Regions from separate parts of the Rattus norvegicus genome. Here region 1 is linked to region 2. The links are chromatin contacts, called in public Hi-C maps. All regions are on one chromosome and are shown on one strand. Each heading gives the region's core, a stretch centred on a gene start, on an enhancer-like site or on the middle of the called end of the contact. The rest is flanking DNA. Distances are from core to core; before and after follow the strand shown.

What was found. A called contact is a pair of places that touch in the nucleus more often than the background predicts.
Region 1: a contact with region 2 is called in a Hi-C map of liver, with 4 times the contacts expected there. The contact joins two enhancer-like sites. A contact is called at or near these places in 2 of 12 Hi-C or Micro-C datasets (both in liver).

Annotation. Positions count from the first base shown.
Region 1 is chr19:34,369,827-34,376,728 of GRCr8, reverse strand. No RefSeq gene overlaps it. Among named protein-coding and RNA genes, the nearest start is that of Cyld, 170 kb to the left of the region's middle. Within about 2 kb of position 3,343, at least 5 of the 93 cell types and tissues checked have an H3K27ac peak or open chromatin away from gene starts, as enhancers often do. A contact at or near this core is called in liver, where this site is marked.
Region 2 is chr19:34,219,091-34,225,724 of GRCr8, reverse strand. No RefSeq gene overlaps it. Among named protein-coding and RNA genes, the nearest start is that of Sall1, 41 kb to the right of the region's middle. Within about 2 kb of position 4,969, at least 3 of the 93 cell types and tissues checked have an H3K27ac peak or open chromatin away from gene starts, as enhancers often do. A contact at or near this core is called in liver, where this site is marked.

The DNA of each region.
Region 1 (6,902 bases), core at 2,094-4,593, 150 kb before region 2:
TATCTTAGAGTAGAAAGAGCTGTTTCCTCCACTGTTGGCAGTGGCAATTTTGGAGTTTTGATTTCTTTGAAAAACACAGAAATATTCTGGAAACGTGTTTTGATCCCAGCTGCGGGATATGGGACCGCTTCAGGCTCTTCACAGCAGCTGAATAGGATTTGCCTCATGCTCTAACAGGGGCGTGATTTCGCCAGCTGCAGACAGTTTCTGCGATTGTGTGACTTCTGGAATTCTGGGGACTTCTCAGAGGCTATATAAATACTAGACTCCTGAGAGGCATGGGTGGGTTATTGGTGCTTGTTGGTCATTTGGGAAGATTGCACATGGCTTGTTAGTAGTTGTACTCAAGAAATAACAAGAAGAAATTCAATATCCTGACAGCAAAGATCAAACTTGCCCCAAGAAACTCAACATCCCTAATCAGTAGTAAGTAGTCTAATGATACTATTGCCCCTTTCCAACCCCTGACTTTATTCAGGGATCTCTGTTTCCTTCTCTATCCCATTTTTTTTTCTCTTATTGAGTGTTAGGGAGTCTAAAGGGTGCAAGGAAAAAGGTGGAGAAGGGTGGAAGAAAAAAGGACCCACTAAGTAGCAAAAGCCAAGCTACAGTTAGGTCCTGTCAAGTGACAGGCATAATCTCTTGAGTGTTACATTTTCACAACATTGAACAAGATGACAGAAACACTTGTTTGCTCATCCAGCCGTTTGGACGGCCTCTTGTTTTGACGATAGGAATGGAAAATGGCGTACCTTGATGTTTTCAGCCTCTTTTGAAGTGTGGTCATATGGGGCTGGAGAGATGGCTCAGCGGTTAAGAGCACCCGACTGCTCTTCCAGGGGTCATGAGTTCAATTCCCAGCAACCACATGGTGGCTCACAACCATCTGTAAAGAGATCCGATGCCCTCTTCTGGTGTATCTGAAGACAGCTACGGTGTACTTATATATAATAAATGAAGTGTGGTCATATGGCGTACCTAGGCTCCATTAATAATGCATATTCCATCGATAAGTCATAAAAGATATATTCTACCCATAAGTCAGCAGGCATTGGGTCACCTTTGAATCTCCCGTTCTTCCCTGAATCCTCTAAGACAGTCAGGGAGCTGGATGAGTTGATTGGCTGGGCCTGAGATATGTGACTGTGTTCTCTGGAAGTGGGTAGGTTCTGCCATACCCAACCCTCTTGGACTGAGAGCAGCGAGGGAGAGAGTGGCTCAGCAAAGAGAAATGTGGGTGCTTCTCCAGTCCATAAAATGGAGCGGGCAATCAACATCTATCAGACACAGACATTTATGGTGTTGGATGTGAAAGATTCTGGGGACTTGGGGACTGATCTGATGATAGAACTTTAATTAACAGCTGGAAGATGTTTCCATCCTCAGGACTCTCCACACACAGAGCAGACTCTAGCTTGTTGGGAACAAGATGGCCCCATCTTCTTCTTCATCATTTCAGTCACTCAGAGTATCAGGAAGCTGGCATTCCTGTCTCTGACCCTTCTTCATATATGATCTAGAACAGCCTTTTCCCCCTCTGGGCCTTGACTTCCCATTCTGTAAAATTGATAGCTGGTGTGGCCAACTTAGTACCTAGAGTCCTCCCAGCTCGTACATTCTTACAAACACCCAGCCTGGGTCCTCTCTGCCCAGACAGGGAAACTCAATGAACACCATGGTTAGTGCTGGGAATTCTTGCTAATCCTTGCTTGATTTTTGTAGCATAATTCAATTTGGCAATTCAATTCAACAAACATTTATTGAATGCTTATCAGAGTGAGGCTAAACCCAGCATTTGGAGAATTTGCTTTTATGTTTATAAAAAGTCCATTTCCTGCTAACATCCTGTGTGAGCTAGCTGTGTAGGTGGGAAGGGAAGCAGGGAAAACAGAGTCCGTTTGACAGATGAAGATACTCACGGCTCTCCATGCAATGTCACGCCCTCTCCTCCCAACTTCCAAGCAGGGGTTATTTGATTAGTACCCACTCTTCTCGTTTGGTGCTTTCTCCTACCAGGGAAGGTTAGAGATGTTTGGCACCTGAAGTAGCACTTGGCACAAAACATGTCCTCAACGAATGTTTGTTAAATGAATATATGAGCTAAAGGAGGAAGAGAGGGAGAATGAAGAGGCAGTTGAAAGATCCGTTTCCATCCAGTGCTCTGCAGGACCTTGGCTCAGATCTTTCTTTCCTGGGATCAATTTCCTCTTCTTGAAGTGGAGGGATAGTTGATTTCCAAGCAGGCTTTGCACCACAATCATGTCTGGTTCCAGAAAACATGGCTGCCCTCGTGACAGCCTCAATGCTCTCATTTGGAAATGCTGAGGATAAGAGCCAATGGTATGTACCTTAGAAGGTTCTCAAGGGATTTGGCTACAGCGAAATGTTGGGACTTCTATGCAAATAAATCATGGTTTCCAAATGATGCTCAAACCAAATTCACTGGAGTACTTCTCCTACCCAAGCCCCCATCCGCCAAGCCAGCCTCAGCACCACGGAGATGGGGCCAACCTGATTTTCCCCCTGAAGCTCCCTTTGCTCCATTCTGCTCCGGCAAACACCAGGTAATTTGCGTCAGCATTGATTATCATCTCCAGCCTTGTCCTCATCTTGGCTTTTGGGAGACAAGCCTCTGAATTGCACCTTTGGATTATAGCACTCCCATGCTGTGCAAATGACATAGGAGGCGTACCCACACCAGTCGGGCCCTGCCACCTTTGCAGGGAGCCACACACTAATCAGTGCATGTTGGAGCCTAGCTATTTCCTCAGCTGGAAAGAGACAATGGGCTCCCTGACTGGTGGGAAGCACAGCCTCACAAAGGGCAGTGTCTGCCAAACTCCAAGTCTTCTACTCAAGACGAACCAGCAGCTCTGGGGGCAGATGCCCCATCTGTAAGCAGCAGCTGCCCTTTAGAGGCAGAGAACCTCAAGCCCTGCTTCTGGGAAGGCGTGCATGCTCTAAAATGGGGTCCCCCACATTACCTGTCTCTAGTTTCGATGACGTGATACAGTTGAGAGCAAAGGATAGAAATAGGGAAATGCAACTGAGCAGTCTACACATACCTCAGTCTTCCTCCCAGAGGAAGGGTGTGCCTGCATTGGCCTTAGCCCAGTGGGACTGATGGATGGCATCCTTACTCCTAAACACTTGTCATTTTCAAACCAGGGACATTTGCAACTCCAAGGACATAGGGCAGGTCCTGAAAACATTTTTGGTTTCCCCTGCTCCTATCAGGTCATATTCAAAAAACGTCACTGAGAACTTGTTTAGTTACTAAGGTCCCTTGCCACAAGTGGGACTGCCAGCTGTGAGTCCTTCCTTTCAGGGGCCATGCTTCCAAGGCACACTGCATTCACCATCCACCCAGCTAGCACCCAGGTACTCAAGGACAATTGACTTTGGATTGAGTGGGAAGCAAGCATTCTCAGAACTCAGATGAAAAAAACATAAAGTAGTTAATATTAAATAAAGGGATTGGGCAACTCTTCTTCCCCCTTTCTGTTTTATGCTTCCTGCTATGGCCTTGGTCGGGGCCTGTTTTGCTTGTGATTAATGAGTGACTCACCTTGGGCTGCTTTCTGCTTATTTCATACACATTATGAATTTGAAGAGGTCACGTTAGACTTGGCACCTGAAGGGAGTACTCGGGAGTCTGGAAAGAACATGCCAATGGCATAGGAGCCATCTTGAGCAGTGGGTGTTAGGAGAGTGTCTGTCCACATAGCATGGTTACCATACATGATCTGCAGATTCAAACCCCGCCCCCCCAAGTACCTTGACTAACTGAGCATCCTCTAGTTACTCACAGACTGAGAGGCATGAACAGTCACCCCTCAGTAAGCGTGCATAACCAGTTACCTTCCAGTTGGAGCTCCTTGTCTTTCCACTTGTGGCCTCAGTTTGCCTGGTTAATGGCCTTTCTCTAAGGTCTTCTTGTGTTCCACAGTTCCAGCATTGAGAATAAGAGGACAAATGATGACAGTTTTGGGGTGTCTATGGAGCTGGTATTTCTTTCCATTGCTGTGGTCTCTTATTCTGTCACCCAGAAGGATCCTCACTCATTTTCTGGGCTCCGGATTCTCATCAGGGGGAGAACTGATGGGCCCGAGAGGCTGAGTCTTGTAAAAGGAATTACATATTCTATCTAGCTTGTGTAAAACACACACCGTTCTGGTGTCTTACTCACAAGCTGTAAGTCTAGATTGGTAGATTTTGGACCTTTTCTAACTTACATCCCTGTCACATGTCCCTTGTTACTTGTTGTTTCCACTGGCCATATGCTCACAGCCCATCTCCTGTCATGCCCTATTCTCCGTTCTCTCCTGAGACCCACTGGATCCCCAAGTCCTACCTCTCTCTCTCTCTACTGCCCAATCACAGGTGTTAGCCATCTATTGACCAACTAACTTGGGGAACAAGGTTGGCATAACCAAAGCTGGTGTGGTGAGAATTTGCTCTCCTTGGGGCAACCAGATCTTGGGGTACAGAATTTAGCGTTTGAATACATAACAGTACCAGACCAAGCCCAACAGAGTCTGGTCAAGTATTTTGCATGTGGCTCACGGTTGAAGGTAGAGTTGGCTGAAGCAGTCTTCTTCAGGTTACTTCACAGCCTAGAAGCTGGATGTACAAATACCCCAGCAGTCACCCACACTGGGAACCTTTTTGGCTTAGCATTTCTGTACCCTCCAAAGACTGCCAACCTGTAGTACTAGGGAGAGCTGTGGAGGAGAGACACTCCCTACAGGGAGGGAAGGATAGCGCCGTTTCCACTAGAACAGAGATTTGAGTTCCTGAAAGAAAGTCTCCTGACTCCCTGGGTCCCTTTCTGGCAATCATGTCCCTCTTGTCTGTGATCTCTGACCCAACAGACTACAGAGACAATTAGCAGAATGCGGACATTTCCCCTGCCTCCTGCCAAGCTACTCTGAAGTAGACATATCCAGCAGATCTGACAAAACACAAGTTAAGGTTGGGTAGCCATCTCTCCTCTACAAAGGGCCCTTCTGGCTGTCATCCTTAGGACAGAGGTATAGCAAGGGTCTGTGAGGGGCCTTAGAGAAGCCCACAAGTAGCACCAGAGCCTGCCATTCCGTTCCAGATATAGGAGTGTTGGATTTCATACTCACTTCAGGCAAATGTGCTCTTCTTGCTACTGAGGTTTTGGGAAACAGGAAGACTCCATCTTCTCAGTGCCGGAGGCATGGAGCTCTGGTGTGAGCAGAGCCTGGAGAGAGGTGTGGGCAGCTCCACGCCAGTGTTTGCCTGTGTGTGTGAAGAGTCCCACCATCCTGAACTAGGAGGTGGCCACAAGGTGGCTTGTGTCCCGAGGCTCTGACCGATAACCCCACCAAACACATTCTTGTCTCCCAAATCTCCCGCAGACTCTCTCCAGTTGTTGAGACTGTAGGGCTCCGGGAGGGGTGGCCCTTCACTAGGAAAGGATTCTCCAGCATCTCATGAGTGTTGTCCATGGTGCCAGGCTGATGCCTGTATGTTCTGTGTTGTTTTCTAAGGCTGCCATAGCCAGGTGAGCCATCTGACTGGCCTCAACAACAGGTCTGTTCTCTGGAATGCAGGCTGGCGTCTAACCTCCTGCACAGACCTGTTTCCTTCTCTCTTCCCCAATCCAGGTAGACGCTAGCTTCCTTGCTTCTTGCCTCACAACTACTGTTTCTGGTTCTGTCACCGCATGGCTTCTGCCTTTTCATTGGTCACCTTTTTCCTCTCAGGGCAGCCCCACTCTAGATTTAGGGCTTAGCCCAATTCAACGTGCTCCATTCCTTTGGGGGATAGCCTGTTATTTATATATTTATGAGCATGCATTTGTAATCCCCAGATCAGTACACACTGTCATTCGTAGGTGTACAAAGAACAGCGAGAGCCCTGAGTTGCCCAATGTGTGTGTTCCTAACTGAGTTAAGGGAGGTGGTGCTTCCTCTCCCTGCTCCAGGACTGGCCCACAGGGTCCTTAGCAGCTCAATGAGTGCCTCGAGGTTATGCTTTTTTCCTCTGGATGATGTTTGGGTTGTGCATAATGGCCCCTGGGTGCAGAGCTGAAGTGCCATCCAATGTTCACAACGGTATGACTGCTGCGCATTATGGAGAAAAACCACAAAAGAATCAGGGTGCCCAGGGCTTGAGTTCCAGTACTCTTCAAAGGGGCATTAATTTCTATACTATAGGCCTATTGATACCTGCTTCGCAGGGCTGTATGGCGATTAAATAAGTAAATATGGGGACATCATGATGAGTTTGTAATGAAAGCTAAAGCAGTAGCCACACATTCTTTCATGAACATTTTTTATTTACATGCATGTATATGTGTGCATATGGGCATACGTGTGCATGTGAGTGTAGAACCTGAGGACACCAGAAAAGGGTGTTGTCTCCCCTGGAGCTGGAGCAGATGATTGTGAGTCACCCACTATGGGTGTCCAGTTTCCTTCAAGAGCAGCAAGCTTTCTCAACTGCTGAGCCATCTCTCCAGCCTTATGCAGAATGTTAAAGTTTGAAATGTGAAGTGTCTCCCACGGGCTCCTGTGTTTGGTCCCTGGATGGTGGTACTGCTTCTGGAGACTGTAGGACGTTTGAGTCTGTGGTCTAGCCAGCTTCTGCTAGAAGCTCCGGGGATAGGCCTTGAGGAGGACATTCTTGCTTTATTAAGACGTGAAGAAACCAGCTCAGAAACATCCACCACACATGGAGCTCCTCCAGCTGCCCTTCCCACCGAACTGGATGGATACTCCTGAAACTGAGAGTCCAAACTCCCTTTCTCGAGTGGCTTCCACCAGGCCTTCTGTCATGGCAAAGAGATCAGTAGCCAAGCACAGACTTTCTCCTCGAATTGCTGTGTGTCTCCAAATGCACTTTCATTTTCATTCCTTAGGTGGTTTTTC
Region 2 (6,634 bases), core at 3,720-6,219:
CAAGAGGCCCTGGGTTCCGGCCTCTCACCCCCCCCGCCCCCCCCACACGCCGCCACACACACTCCCCCAAACCCCCAACCCCCTTCTCTGGGTGAACAACGGCTTTCAGAGGAGACTTATTCTTCAGGAGCACCAGAAGAGCACCTCAAAGCCCCTTGGGCTCCACCAGTTCTATTTGTCCCTTCCTCAGCCAACTCCATTTAACTGCTGCTAGGTCTTCCACACCAGCCACATCGCGCCATGCGCTAGACACAGTTATATACAGAGGTTAAAAAAAAAAGTCTATTTTAGTCTCCAGAAAAATCACGTGATTTTGCTTAAGTTCAATTTTAAAACATGGAATATGACTGAACTTAATGTTAGTACTTAGGAAAAATGCTCACAGTAATTATAGATGAGGATACATATATGCAATTTATTTCAAATTTAGTAATACAAAAAAAATTCTGGATCCAAACGTAACTATTTATAACTTGGCCAGGAGAACTCTGAGAATCCCAGTTATTCCCCCAGAATAGGTTATTCTTCATGTATCTTATTTAAGCAATAATGCATGACAGAGCGTGAATTATGGCATATTAATTCTCACCTAGCGTGCTATTAGGCTAACGCTGACGGCCGAAGCTGTCAGTGCAACTAGGCATGAATTAATATCTAATAATTCCCCTGCTGAAATGTCTTATTGAGATTATTTTATTAGGAAAGGTTAGTCTTTTGGAAATGTTTTTGTATGCTAGGGGGGAAAGCTTCACGTCTTCACCCAGCAGTCATTTCCGAGACTTCTGGCATCTCCACAAACTACCTCCAGTGGCACACACATAGTCTTTGGGAAGTGTCCTGATCTGGGTGTAGCAGAGGCTGCCAGGGACAGGGGTTGTCCTTGGTGTTAGCTTCACTGAGGCACAGCGGTAGAGTTCCCGCAAAGGATGCACAACGTCACATGCTCCCTCCCTAGCACGGAGAGAAGCAAATTCAGCCTTGCAGTCCTGAGCACAGCACATCCCGGACGTGAAAAGCAAGATGGCAGCAGTTCTGTCAACATCAGTAGGGATGCCACTGCGGCGTGGCATTGTGGGAACCAGGAAGGTCTGAATCCGAGGGACAGGATTCGAACCCCGACTCTACCACTTACAAACAGCACAGCAGTGAGGCCCGAGTAATTGAGCTTTCTCTATCCTGTACTTGTGCAACATCATGCAGGGAACTTCAGGCATCCCCCTGCCTCACAGGCCTGGTGTAATATGGGAGTTCCAGTTATCTACAGTTCTGGATTTTCTCTCTCCACCCAGAACATTCTTCCATTAAAGTTCTCCCTCTCCCTTCCTCTCTCACCCCTCCCTCCATCCTTTCCCCTCCTCCTCTCTGCTCTCCTCAGCTGTGGCTAGACTCTCTAACCGTGTTCATGCCAGGAAAGCACGCTTCCTTTCAACAGCACCCTACCCTGCTCCTTCGCTTCCCAGAGACACTGTCGTGGCATGGGGTCCCCACAGAAGCCAAGAAGATACTAGCTCCATGCTTCAAACTTCTGTAGAGGTGAACACAAACCTCTAAGTTCTACACACCACCCTTCCTCAGGTATTCTGTGAGAGCAACAGGAGAATGGATCTCCTCCTCTGGGCATACTTCTTCAATTTGAGTGCTTTCAGGTTAACCTTTGGTTTATTCCGCTGGTGATGGAACTGGGTGTGCGAACGAATCTGCAGGAAGCAAATACAAGCATGTGAGAGTGTGTTTATAAAAAGATAAAGAAGAGAAGGAATATGTTTGGTGGCTGTGTAGTCAGGTATGGGGGAAGGGAGTGCCTCGGCGGGCCCAAGATGAGGCATCCCTTCCCCCTGAGGGACCAGCCACAGGATGGTATAGTATAGAATAGAGTTTATTCAGGGCATGGGGAGGGGAGTTAAGAGGGTAGTAGAGACAGAGAAAGGGAGAGAGAAAGGGGAGAGAGGGAGAGAGGGAGAGAGGGAGAGAGGGAGAGAGAGAGAGAGAGAGAGAGAGAGAGAGAGAGAGAGAGAGAGAGAGAGAGAGAGAGAGATGAGACAGGAGTATGTGGAGAGGGGCAAAGGGAATGGGGAGAGGACAGAGTGGGGAGCAAGAAGGCAAGGGCAAGGACAAGAGAGAGTGGAGGGGCCAAGCAGCTCCTTTTATAGTGAGTCGGGCATCCCTGGCTGTTGCCAGGTAACTGTGGGGCGGAGCTTAGACAGAATGCGAACACGTGGGAGCGTGTTTCTTGGGTATGAATTTAATAGTTCAAAATATTAGTAGATCAAAAGATGGATCCATCCCTCTGAGCTACAAGCCTTGTGTAGAAATTCTCTGTGACCTTGAGTAAGAGTTTTCCCTTTCTAGGCTTCAGGGTCCTTATCAGTCAGAAGAATTGCAAGTCATCTTGCTCGGGGCCGTCCATACGAGATGAATCTGTAAGATGCATAAATCAATCATGCCTAGTGGTGACCGGAAACTAATCACGCCCTTAGTCCCACTTCTCTGGGCCGCCGTGGGTGTCTCCAGATGTGCTAATCCCAGCATCTAAGCTGCCCGACCCATCCGGTGCAGTATCTCCCACTAAATCTGCCTCCCGATGCCTTGCTACAATGTCCACAGTACAAAGTTACTCACCGAGCCCTACCAACAAAATGTATTTTCTGGTTTAAAACTTAAAAACTTCCTATACCAAGTGAAGGAAGGCTGGGAGGGTCTAAGCTTGGAGCCCAAGAAATCTTTCTGTTCCTCCCACAGATGGAAAGGCTCGTAGGAGCTGAACAAGGGAGGTCCCTCTGTCATGCAACCCAGTCCCTCAGCATTAGAGTACTTCTCTGCCCACGAGTAGACAAACACTGGTGGGTGCTGTTGCCCAAGAGTGAACTGCGCCTCTCAGTTTTGGTCTTCACAGTTTGCGCAGTTAGAATTGTCACTTGAAGGCACTCAAGAGAGCTGTGGGGAGGGAACAGCCATGGTGAAGACTTGGGAGCAGTCTTCTGCCGAACCCAGAGGGCCACCTGCCTCCCTCTGGTGAGTTTCCCTGGAGTCTGTACATCGGGGGCTGATGATCTCCAACAAGTCCTCCAGGCCCTATCCGGAGACTCCAACTCAGTTCTGGATTCTCAGGGGACTTCTAGTGTGACTCAGAAGTTGCCAGTCTGTGTTTACTTTCCTCAGTAAACAATGAGGGAATCCACTGTCCTTTTGGAAGTCTAGGGGCCAGCAAGAGTTTGAGCTTTATCCACGCTTGTTCCTCCACAGGAAGCTGCCTTGAACCAGGATGAAGCTAAGCTCAGCCACGGACAGCATCTAAATGTCCTCTTAACCCCAGGGACTCAGTCTTCACCTGGGAGGCAGGACTCAGTTTCCTTCTAATCTTTATCAAAAGTACATTAGACACGAGCTCTCTAGTGCAGTCCAGAACTGAGCTGTGGATCCAGCTTGGTTTGCAAAGCAAGTAAGGAGGTCAGGAATGTCTGTGTGGCAGAGGAGGCTGGATGCTCTTCTGCCACAGTAAAGACCATTTGCTGCTTAGCCAGCATGGGATCCTTCCCAGGCACACCTGCTCAGAGCTTTCTGACTTTCTGGGACTGAGGAGAATGAAGTTGGAGAACCCACTGGACTACAGATGGGATTGCTGAGGCCGGAGAATCCAACGACAAGGAACCGGCAGGCCTGTGGGACTTGTTTGGGAACGAGGAAGTTGGCCTCATGCATTTGCAATGCACAAAAGCTGAAGTGCTTCTGATGAGCCAGATGTTCAGGATTCTCTTCAGAAGAGCACCATCGTGCCCACACCATCACTCAGGACCTCGAAGGAAGACACATCTGGATGCTGATACATTTAGTACATGGACTTGACAAATGCACTTTTTTTTTATCTTTATTAACTTGAATATTTCTTATTTACATTTCGATTGTTATTCCCCTTCCCGGTTTCCGGGCCAACATTCCCCTAACCCTTCCCCCTCCCCTTCTATATGAGTGTTCCCCTCCCCATCCCCCCCCCAAATGCATTTTTAAAAAGTCCTTCCTAAGGGCTGAGAGATAGCTCTGTGGTTAAAAGCACAGGCTGCTCCTCTAGAGGACCCAGGTTCAGTTCCCAGCACCCACATGGTAACTCACAACTGTCTACAGCTCCAATTCTAGGGGACCTGACGCACAGACATACAGGCTAAACACCAAAGTAAATAAAATAAAAATAGGAATAATAAAAAGTCCTTCCTTTGACCTAACCTTTTTCTGGTGGTATTTTTGCTTTGTTAAAATTCCTTGGCCATTCACTTACACTTAATCTAAGGCTAGCCCAAGTCATCTCAAAGGGAAGTGGCTATAGCTTACCACAGTTAGACTAACTTCTCAAGAAGGTACTTTATGGACGAGTCTGGGCCTGAGTTTTGTCCTTGTCTCTGAATGAAGAATGTCAATGTCTCCTTTTTTCCTTTCTGCAGTGACTGGGGCTTCCTTCCATGGCTGAGCCACCTTGGTGGTATGTGTCCCCTCCTGTAAACAGCTGGGCCCTCCTTGGCAGCTGCTGCCGATTAGTAAATTACAAGGTCAAGATTAAAAAAGGGATGACTGAAGAATAAAACCTTTAGTCAGGCAATTTGAAGTCAGGCTAGTACAATGAACACCTGTTGAGAAAGCCCATTATTAGGAACTGAGGCTCTGGGCAGAAAGAGCACTGTGAATTAATTTTGATGGCCTCCCAGAATTTTGCATAACAAATGATCTCCGACGGGGGTGTCCAGGGGCTTGAGCTTGGGGGAGGGGGAGCAGATTTCATTTCTAGCAAGGTAATGTAAGCCTGGCTAGGACATTAAAATCTACCATTGATGGCCCTTGTCTGTAGCCCTCTGTTTGAAACAGATTGTACGTGCTAAGGTTACCGTGTATTATGATTGTGCGTGCTAAGGTTACTGTGTATTATGCTTCTGGGGAAAAAAGAGTAACAATTGATATCAAAATCTTTCCAAAGAAGTTGAGAAAGCATGAGGTCAGAGACTCGTGACTCCCGGTTTGTTAAATCATTTATTTATGTCTGTGTCTGTGTAAATGGAGATTGGGGGATATGTTTTGTGTTTTAAGCAGCCTCTGTTTTATTTTTCAAACACACACACACACACACACACACACACACACACACACACACACGCACACCCCTAATACTTTTTTGTAAGACAAGAAGAGTGTAATAAGTTTGTTAAAATTGGATTCGCTTGCCGTTAGATGACCTTTGTACTTTGTAATGTCATCAGGACTGAGAAATAAAGGTTAGGCGTCACCAGTGCCGAGGTGCTGGGGAGTTGAGTGTGGGGGTGGGGTGCTGGGTGCACTGAATATTAAGCAGTTTCATTCTTTCCTGAAAAGAAAGAGACTTCAACTAAAAGACATGGCATCCCTACCTGTCTGCCAGCCCCCCTCCCTGCGCCCCCCGATTAAATCTAAAAGCAGGCATCCCATCTGTTTGCCCAAATGAAAAGTGTAATATTCCTCTAACTACTTTTCTATTATCGCTCAACTTAAAGGTTTCTCGGGAAAATGATCCTCGGTTCATTTGAAGTTTGTCTGCCACACAAAAGGAAGCTGGGGGAAAGCTTCCTGCTGTTCAGCTGATGTACAGCGTTCCAGCTGGCTCTGAGCTGTGTTCTCAACACCTGACAGTTAATATCACAGGAATGCTCATGGCGGCAGACACCCGTTTGCTGAGAGTCAGAAAACCTAGAAATACCCCCAAGTAGAAGGGACAACTAAGAATATATGCAAAATTAAATTAAAACCGCTGTAAGTTTCTATCTCATCTCAGTTCCAATGGCTATCCTCATAAAAAACAACAAGAACAACAACAAAAGCTTTTGGGGGAAAATGGGGTGGGGGAGAGAGCCTTATACACTACTGGTGCCATTGTGAATTGGTACAGCCACTGTAGAATTCAGTACAAAGGCTCCTTAAAAAAAAAAAAACAACAACAACAAAACACACACACACACACACACACACACACACACACACACACACACACACACAGGAGAGGAACTGTTGGATGACTCAGCTGGTCCACACCCAGAGACAAACCTGAAGGAATCTGAGGGACTGTTCCACTGAGGTATGCGTACATTCTTGCTTGGTGCTACTTTATTCTCAACAGCCGAGATATGGAGTCAGCCTAGGTAACCATCCACAGATGAAGGGACAAAGAGAATGTGATGGACACGTTGGACCCCCCCCCCCCAGTCATAAAGAACAAAACTATGCCATCTGCAAGAAAGTGGATGGACCTGGAGGTCACTGTGTTAAGGGAAGAAAGCCAGACTCACGGGCTGGGATTATCCACTTCCTCTCATATTCAGAAACTAGATTTAAACAGGAGACAGAAAGTAGGAAGAGGACCACTGTGGTTTGGGAAGAGTAAGAGGGCCACTGTGAGATGGACGCAAAGTGCGCGATATATGCGTGTGAAATGTCACAGTGAGACCCAGCCTCTTGTGTGGCGAATGGACACCAATAAAAAGCAAGGCATCTGGAGAGGCTGTGAGCAAAGTCTCGGTATTTTCTTCTGTGAGTGGGGATGTTGAAAGTCACTGTGTTAGGTTCTACGATGGTATTTTCCCCACTAACATCACTTTACTGAATGAGTCATCTTTTTCACCAA